Linked DNA regions of Gossypium hirsutum: all the other regions are linked to region 3. Evidence: chromatin contacts called from public Hi-C data. All regions are on one chromosome and are shown on one strand. The core of a region is the stretch at or near the end of the contact, and the rest is flanking DNA. Distances in the headings are between cores, read along the strand shown. Region 1 holds the start of LOC107949804. Region 2 holds the start of LOC107949806 (40S ribosomal protein S2-2). Region 3 holds the start of LOC107949815 (probable xyloglucan 6-xylosyltransferase 5).

Region 1 (2,700 bases), core at 29-2,528, 220 kb before region 3:
TTCAAATTAAGGCAGTTTTTTCAGGTCTTCCAAGCAAATTTAGGAGCATAAAAGAAAAAAAAAATATTGAAACAAACAAGATCTACAAATATATCCATATATACGCGCGCGCGTGTGTGTGTGTGCGCTCCTCTAAGCTTTATACAATAGAACATCCAGCAGGCAGCAACATTGCAATTTAATTTGTATTATATATCAAAGCCATTATTCTACTATTCTGCTAATTAACTGTTGATAAGAACACAAAAAGTTTACAATCTTCCTAAAGCACTAAAACACCATCTAATACTACAAGAAACTAAGAATAAGTATATATATATATATAAATGTATATGCATCTATATCTATACATATGAGTTAAACAAATATCAGGTTTCATATGAATAATTATATTAAGCTTTAATTAAGTCATAAACTAGTAAAGAAAATGTTAATGATTATTGATCAATAAAAATATGGAACAAAAGGAGATAAATTGATATTTATTGAAGTTCTGCCACATATCAATAAAACCACAAAAAAATCAACTTAAAAAAAAAACATGGTAGCATTAGATACCCTTCAATCCATTAATAGAACAATTCAAGAGAAAGTAAAAGAAAGAAAAAACTATGAAATCTGAAGGAAATTTTATTAAACATCAACCAAAATGCCAAAAACAACAACATTATGCTTATAATCCATATCTTCCACATTTATAAATACCCAATCGAAATAATAAAATTTAAATCCTAAAAGGAAAAAAACAAAATTAAATTAAAAACCCATTTGGATATATCTTCAGTGTCTAAGCATTAAAAAGACTATCCAAATATAAGCAGCTAAAAATTTATTGAAGAACTCCACAAAAGTAGAAAGAAGAAGAAGAAGAAGAAAGGAACCCAGTAAAGGCATTAAAAGAGTGGTCTTTTTAATCATACCTTAAAAATAAAGATAAAAACAACTTTTTCTGAGCTCATTGACTTAGTTTTTTTCTGCAAAGTAGGAGGAAAACTATGTATGGGTATCCCTTGTAAAAGGCTTCGGAAATGGATCAGAAACAGAAAGGAGGAGAAAAAATGAAGTGTGGGTATTTCTGATACTCCATGAAAAAAGTAGATAAAAAATGGGGGGGGTTTGGATCTGCTGGCTGCATTTTTTCTAGGAAGATTTTGAAAGAGAAGAAATATTAAAAGAAGGCAGAAAGAAACAAATGAAAATCAAAAAGAAAATTACATGAGAAAACATGAAAGAAAAAGAATATTTATATATACATACATACATTTCCCTTTTTCTCTCTCTTCAGGTTTTTGGATTTTTTCTTTCTTTCTTTTTTTAAGTTCCAGAAAATGTTGGCATGGTTTTATTTTTACTTTTTTTAGGTCAAATTTGCAATTAGTCACTTTAGTACCCACATATTGTAGATTTAATCCTTGATTTGGTAGTTTTAATCTTTTACTTATTCGAATTCTAAATTTTTAATTTTTATTCGAGCCGTAACAGTTACATTTGTATATGTGTAATGATATATGGGGTTTTTTTTTTATTTCCACATAAAATCCACTTAAAATCTGACATTTTAGGTAATGAATTTATTAATAACCGTTTAATTCAGAATTAAAAATTTAAAATTAAAAAAATATAGAAATTGAAGGGTAGGGACTAAAATATATAACTTAGAGATAATAGCTGAATTGGATCTAGTAAGAAGTTAAAGTATAAACACTATATTATTAATAAACGACTATATAATTGGCAAGTAGTGAGTTTATTGCAATTTTAATTTGTATAAAACTTTTAAGTTGAGCCTCCCAACCATTTATATTTTTACGATTAAAACACCACCTAAAATCTCATTTCCTTTGTTTTCTTAAGCAATATATTTAACTATAAAAATTAAATTTAAGAAAATTGTGGGTTTTTTTAAGACATATAGATTATGAAATTTAAGTTGTCAACATATGAATTGAGTTTTTCTTAAAATATATTCCTTAAAAATCATAAAGTGATTGTATTTATATGATTAATAATAAATTCGATGTCTTTTTTTAATGTTTAAATATTATATTTTAAGTGATTGATTTATATGAAAGGTGCAAATCTAAAGTCTATATTTAATATTTAAAAATATATATTTTATTTTTAAAATGAGTATTTTAAATTTTTTTTCTAAATGTATATTTAAAATACTAGTTAAAATCATTTAAATTTTTGGAGTTAAAGAAAATTAATTGGAGAAAAAGACAAGAGGAGAACCAACTATGGTTTTTCCAAATTTTGGCCCAAAGTATATCTTATCTATTATGCCATTGGTCAGCAGTGGGACCCCCATTTCAATTTTAAAGTGAAAAGCATGTAATTTCAGATTTTTCTTAACTCCTAAAATAACCCCTCATTTTTTATTTTTGTTACACTTAAGGACATGTCTTTTGGGATTATGAGGAATAAATTAGTATAAAATTAAACAAATATATTTATTAAAAATTCGGTTCATACTTTAGTTGCAATAATAAAATTAATATAGGGTGTTTTAAGTTTAAATTTTAGTATGATTATTATATAGAAAAGGACAAAAAATTTCATCATAAAAATATAATGTAATTTGTCTATGTGAGGATAATTTAGTAATTTCACAATTAAGTTGATGCACGATTGACCCCTGACACCAACTCAATAAAAGACTTAATATGAGTAAAGATATATTTGTTAAAATATGCTCCA
Region 2 (2,700 bases), core at 26-2,525, 160 kb before region 3:
TTAAGAGTTTATTATCATGTTTATACATCTTAAGGTTATTTAATATATATGCATACACGCACACATAGAAAAACACATTCATATTCACCATAGACAACACAAATCCCAAAACATGCTAGGATATACAAAGCATCGGCGACCACCTAACCTAAATCACAAATTTAAATTCAATTAACTAACATTATACTTATTAAAATAGATCTATATATGTTTCATATAAATCAAGCAAACAATAATATCTCATCGTATGAAAGAAGAAACAGTAGGCAACAAAACAAAAGTTAATGAATAGAAACTGGAACATTAAGCAACCCATATTCAAACAGATCTAGATAAACCCATAAACAGTCTTAAATTACGAAAATATCAAATCAAATAAAAAATATTCGGAGAAAAAGTTGATACCTTGACAAAGTTTCCAAGAGTTTTGGTTGAACCCCTTGAAGAAGTGAAGACATCTTCAATCCCAGCAAACTGAAGCACCTTTTTGGGAACCCTAGCAGCCACAATACCAGCACCTCTAGGAGCCGGCACCATCCTAACGGTGACGGACCCACATTTCCCGGTAACCTTGCATGGCACAGTATGAGGTTTTCCGATCTTATTTCCCCAGTAACCTCTTCTAACCGGTATCACTGACAACTTAGCCAATATGATTGCCCCTCTTATAGCCGTCGCAACTTCCTTGCTACATTTGACACCGAGTCCAACGTGTCCATTTCCGTCACCGACGACGACAAAGGCCTTGAACCGCGTACGCTGACCGGCGCGAGTTTGTTTCTGAACTGGAGTGATCTTCATGACCTCGTCTTTCAGTGAAGGGCCGACGAGTTGGTCGATGATTTGGTACTCCTTGATCGGGAGAGAATGGAGGTAGATTTGCTCAAGGGATGTGATCTTGCCGGCTTTGACTAAGCGGCCAAGTTTCGTGACGGGTACCCATTTTTCCTCTTCGTCCTTGCGGCCGCGGCGCCTGCCTCTTGGACCACGGTCACCTCTACCACCACCAAAGCCACGCCTGAAAGCGCCGCGTTCACCTCCGCCTCTTTCTGCCATTTTTTTTCCTTTTGCCTTTGGTTAGGGTTTGAGACAAATGGAAGCGGCTAGGGTTAGGATTTTATAGGCAGAGAGTGAGCAAGTTAGGGTTTTGATTTTTTGGGCTAACAAAAAGTTTATGGGCTATGGGCTTCCGTTGTATTTGTCGAGCTCAAAAAAAAAACATTTATAAAAGTTTATGAAAATAAAATTTAGAAACAATATATAAGAGATAATTTTAAAAAACCAATGAAATTTGTTCAATATAACCTTTTTTTCAAAACCAATTAAAACCGATCCATAAAAAATAAAAGCAGTTCATATTAACAATTTTATATAGTTGGTTTAATTGTATCATCTTTCTTACAAAATTAAAAAATTTAGAGGTTTAAGTTTCATTAATTACAAAAAATGGACAATAAAAATATAAAAACCTAGTTTTTATTCGTTTTTGTTATAAAATAAAGAGAGTAAATAACAAAACCAAATTTGGGGAACAAAAGAGAACCTAATTTATTCATTAATGGGAATGTTTATAATGTTTCCCTGAAGTCTATATTTATATACATAAAAAGTATAAATGAAATAAAACTCTACTTTTAATTATTGCTAGAACCCTAAAGTATATCAAACTTATCTTAATTGCTTTATTAAAACCTTACTAAAGTAAAAGCCCTACGGGAAAAAAAAGTTCTAGTGAAAGAAAAAATATTTATAATATATATAACATACGGACTCGTTAAAAACTTTACCGAGAAAATTCAATGGGACAAACCCAATGATGATATGAATATTTATCAAACAACATTTATTAAATACATATCTATGTATTTAATCTTGAATACTAACATTTTAATGATCACTTGAATGGTGTGGTGTTTGATAAATGTTTATATCATTGTTCTTCTAAATGTCATGAGTGAGGAAGAATTTTAGGAAAACATATTTTGATTTCTTTAGGAGTTCCAATAATAATAATAGCAAAACTTGATCATGATATTTAAAAATATATATTGGTAATTTGAATCCTTTTATAATCTTTCTTCAAGTATTATTCGCTAAGTCGAATTTACCCCATATGTTCAAATCATTTCAATGCATATAAATGTTTACACAAACATATTGAATAATTTCTTGGGAATTTTTATATGCTTCTAACATTCTAAATCCTTCAAGGATTTCAAACTTCACTATATAGTAATTCATATAAAGATTGTAACAACAATTATAAGACGTATGTCAAATCTTTCATAAACTGCTAAAGTAATAAAATATCTAAAAGTTATTGCATCCACCATAAAAGAATATTATACGTTTCATACTCAATGCTAGGACTTAGCGAAAATTTTCGTTTTTCTTATTTTGTTTTCACAAAACTACGCATTCATACCTCACTAGTTTTATACTTTTAGACATTTGGACTACTAGTTCAAAAACTTTATGAATTTAATTTTACTTGAATTGCTTCTTTTCATTCTAGCCAATTTATTTCATGTCTATATTTATTGACAAATTTATTAAAGATTCTCATTTTCTTTCATTATTTCAATAATTATACTGCATGCAAAATTGTTGTTGACAACTTTCTATTCTCATAGTTCCATATTTTCTCATATTGACATGACTTATCGAGATCTCTTTATTTTCACTATTATCATCTTCAAT
Region 3 (2,700 bases), core at 72-2,571:
CCTCCAAGAATTGCGGGAGCTGGGACAATAATTAGAGACCACAATGGTTCTTGGATTATTGGTTCTCACTGTCATATTCCGTTTGCGACCAACATTGAAACTGAACCCCTGCTAGGAGATTGGATCTTAGACATTTGGACATTGAAGTTGATGCTACTCTTATTATTCATTTTATGTCTAATAATTCTTTCTTTAATCCTATTTTATTTCCTTTAATTGACAAATGTCAGATGGTCCTCTATTATGACTTCTAGGAGCTTTATGGAGAACGAAAGAGATGTGTTGATCCCCTGAGCAACTTGCGATCCACTTCTCTGTCGGATTGTAATTTTGGGTGAAGTGCAGCACATGAACGTTATCTGTTTTGCAGATGACACATGGCACGTGAAACTGGGTTCGAAGGCCGGCTCCTTCTTGTCCAATCTAATAAATCACACAAAAGTAATAAATATTCTTTATCCAAAAAAAAGTGCATATTTAATTATTTCGATCGTATTTACCTTGATATAATTTATTTAAAAAATAATAAACACCATTAGATTTATTTATTCCTCCAAGTGAGACCTGTCCATGTACGTGCAGTCCACGCTCTTTTACTTGCGTCGGTTGTTGGCATGAGCTGTTAACTAATTTTAGTGAATTTACCACTTTTTGGTTTTGCGTTGGGGACAAGTTGGATCCCGGAAATCAACGCGTTGGAGCTAGCTGTGTTGCGCAAATTTAGTCCATGGAGATGGAGGCGCCCGCCGACACTGCCCCGCTGCTTCATTTTTCGCACCTAACTTCAGTAACAGTAAATGCTTTTGGATTTGGTTAATCTAAATCACATTAAATGGAGCCGTAAACTATAATTGAATATGTATTTTTTTAAAAATTACTATCAATATAAAATATATTAAAAGTTGTCTCATGAAATTGCACTTCCAATTTTATAGAATTGGGCGCTCTCTCCTTACTACCATGTGACAAATCATTTTTTCTTCATAAACGTATTTATAAAATTTTATAATATAAAAAAGTTAATACATGCATTTAAAAATAGTTTTATATTTCGGTACTCAAAGTTAATTATATTAATTTATTAATGTTTAATTTAGTTTTTAGGATTGACTTGATGAATAAATAAATTAAAAATTATTTATGAATTTATTTAATTTTTAGATTTAACCTGTTAAATACTTTGGATTTTTTAGGTTGAATTATGAAAATTAATTGTTAATGTATTGACTAAACCTAGTAATGATGCAGTAAATAATGTATTACAAGTGATTTTTAAAATAATAAGTAAAATGATATCTATGAATATAATTAAACAAATAAAACAATGAGAAAAGACAGTCAAGTGTTAGGACATTAACATGTTTTCTCCGATCTCACTTTCCATCCCTCTTCGTCTCCTTCAATTCAATTCTTTAGTTTAAAATTCTCACTCATCTCTCTCTCTCTCTCCACTTTAAAATCTCAAAAAATCCAAAAACAAACGAAGATATAGGAGTATCCCGGTTTCAGTGCAAACGCCATTGATGAGAGCTTAGCTTGTAGAGAAAGAGATTCAGTTCGAGAGATTTATGTTTGTAGAAAAACGACGCTTGGGATTTCTTTCCTTGCTCTGTTTTTACTTATTTTGAGGGTCTAACCTTTATGGGTCAAGACAGTTTCACTCCCCAAAAGAGATCTTCCACCGGCGGTGGCTTACCCACGACCAACAACGCCGCTGCTGGTGGCGGAAGATCCCGTGTATTAGCCGGAATGCCGCGTGGGAGGCAGATCCACAAGACCTTCAACAACATTAAAATCACGATCCTCTGCGGCTTCGTTACCATACTTGTTCTACGGGGTACAATCGGCGTTGGCAATTTGGGAAGCTCCGAAGCCGATGCTGTTAACCAAAACCTAATCGAAGAAACGAGCCGGATCCTAGCTGAGATCCGCTCCGACTCCGACCCTACCGATCCGGACGAACCTCCTGAAACCGAGATCAATCCCAATACTACCTACACGCTCGGACCCAAAATCTCGGACTGGGACCAGCAACGTAAGGTTTGGCTTTCAGAAAACCCCGAATTCCCTAATTTTGTTAATGGCAAAGCTCGGATCTTACTTGTTACTGGGTCGCCCCCAAACCCTTGTGATAATGCTATAGGAGATCATTATTTGTTGAAAGCGATAAAGAATAAGATCGATTATTGTAGGCTTCATGGGGTTGAAATTGTTTATAATATGGCTCATTTAGATAAGGAGTTGGCTGGGTATTGGGCGAAATTGCCATTAATTAGGAGATTAATGTTGTCTCATCCTGAAGTTGAGTGGATTTGGTGGATGGATAGTGATGCTTTTTTTACAGATATGGTGTTTGAGATTCCTTTGTCCAAGTATGATAAGTATAATTTGGTTGTTCATGGTTACCCCGATTTAATGTTCGAGCAGAAGTCGTGGATTGCTTTGAATACGGGGAGTTTCCTGTTTAGGAACTGCCAGTGGTCGTTGGATTTGCTTGACGCGTGGGCGCCAATGGGACCTAAGGGTTCTATTCGTGAGGAAGCCGGGAAGGTTTTGACTGCTAACTTGAAAGGAAGGCCGGCGTTTGAAGCCGATGACCAGTCAGCTTTGATTTACTTGTTGCTTTCTCAAAAGGAAATGTGGATGGATAAAGTGTTTCTCGAGAATCAGTATTATTTGCATGGTTATTGGGCAGGTTTG

Evidence for each region. A called contact is a pair of places that touch in the nucleus more often than the background predicts.
Region 1: a contact with region 3 is called in a Hi-C map of leaf, with 2.3 times the contacts expected there. The contact joins the promoter of LOC107949804 here to the promoter of LOC107949815 in region 3. A contact is called at or near these places in 2 of 34 Hi-C or Micro-C datasets (callus and leaf).
Region 2: a contact with region 3 is called in a Hi-C map of leaf, with 2.4 times the contacts expected there. The contact joins the promoter of LOC107949806 here to the promoter of LOC107949815 in region 3. A contact is called at or near these places in 3 of 34 Hi-C or Micro-C datasets (all in leaf).

What each region holds. Positions count from the first base shown.
Region 1 is chrD03:38,665,871-38,668,570 of Gossypium_hirsutum_v2.1, reverse strand. It overlaps LOC107949804, which reads right to left and starts at 1,278. Exons shown (of 4, transcript XM_016884569.2): 1 at 921-1,278.
Region 2 is chrD03:38,598,809-38,601,508 of Gossypium_hirsutum_v2.1, reverse strand. LOC107949806 (40S ribosomal protein S2-2) reads right to left here and starts at 1,275. Exons shown (of 2, transcript XM_016884571.2): 1 at 406-1,275. The coding sequence starts at 1,056. The region is part of intron 1 of LOC121215480 (a long non-coding RNA gene); the gene reads left to right.
Region 3 is chrD03:38,442,023-38,444,722 of Gossypium_hirsutum_v2.1, reverse strand. LOC107949815 (probable xyloglucan 6-xylosyltransferase 5) reads left to right here and starts at 1,321. Exons shown (of 1, transcript XM_016884581.2): 1 at 1,321-2,700. The coding sequence starts at 1,642.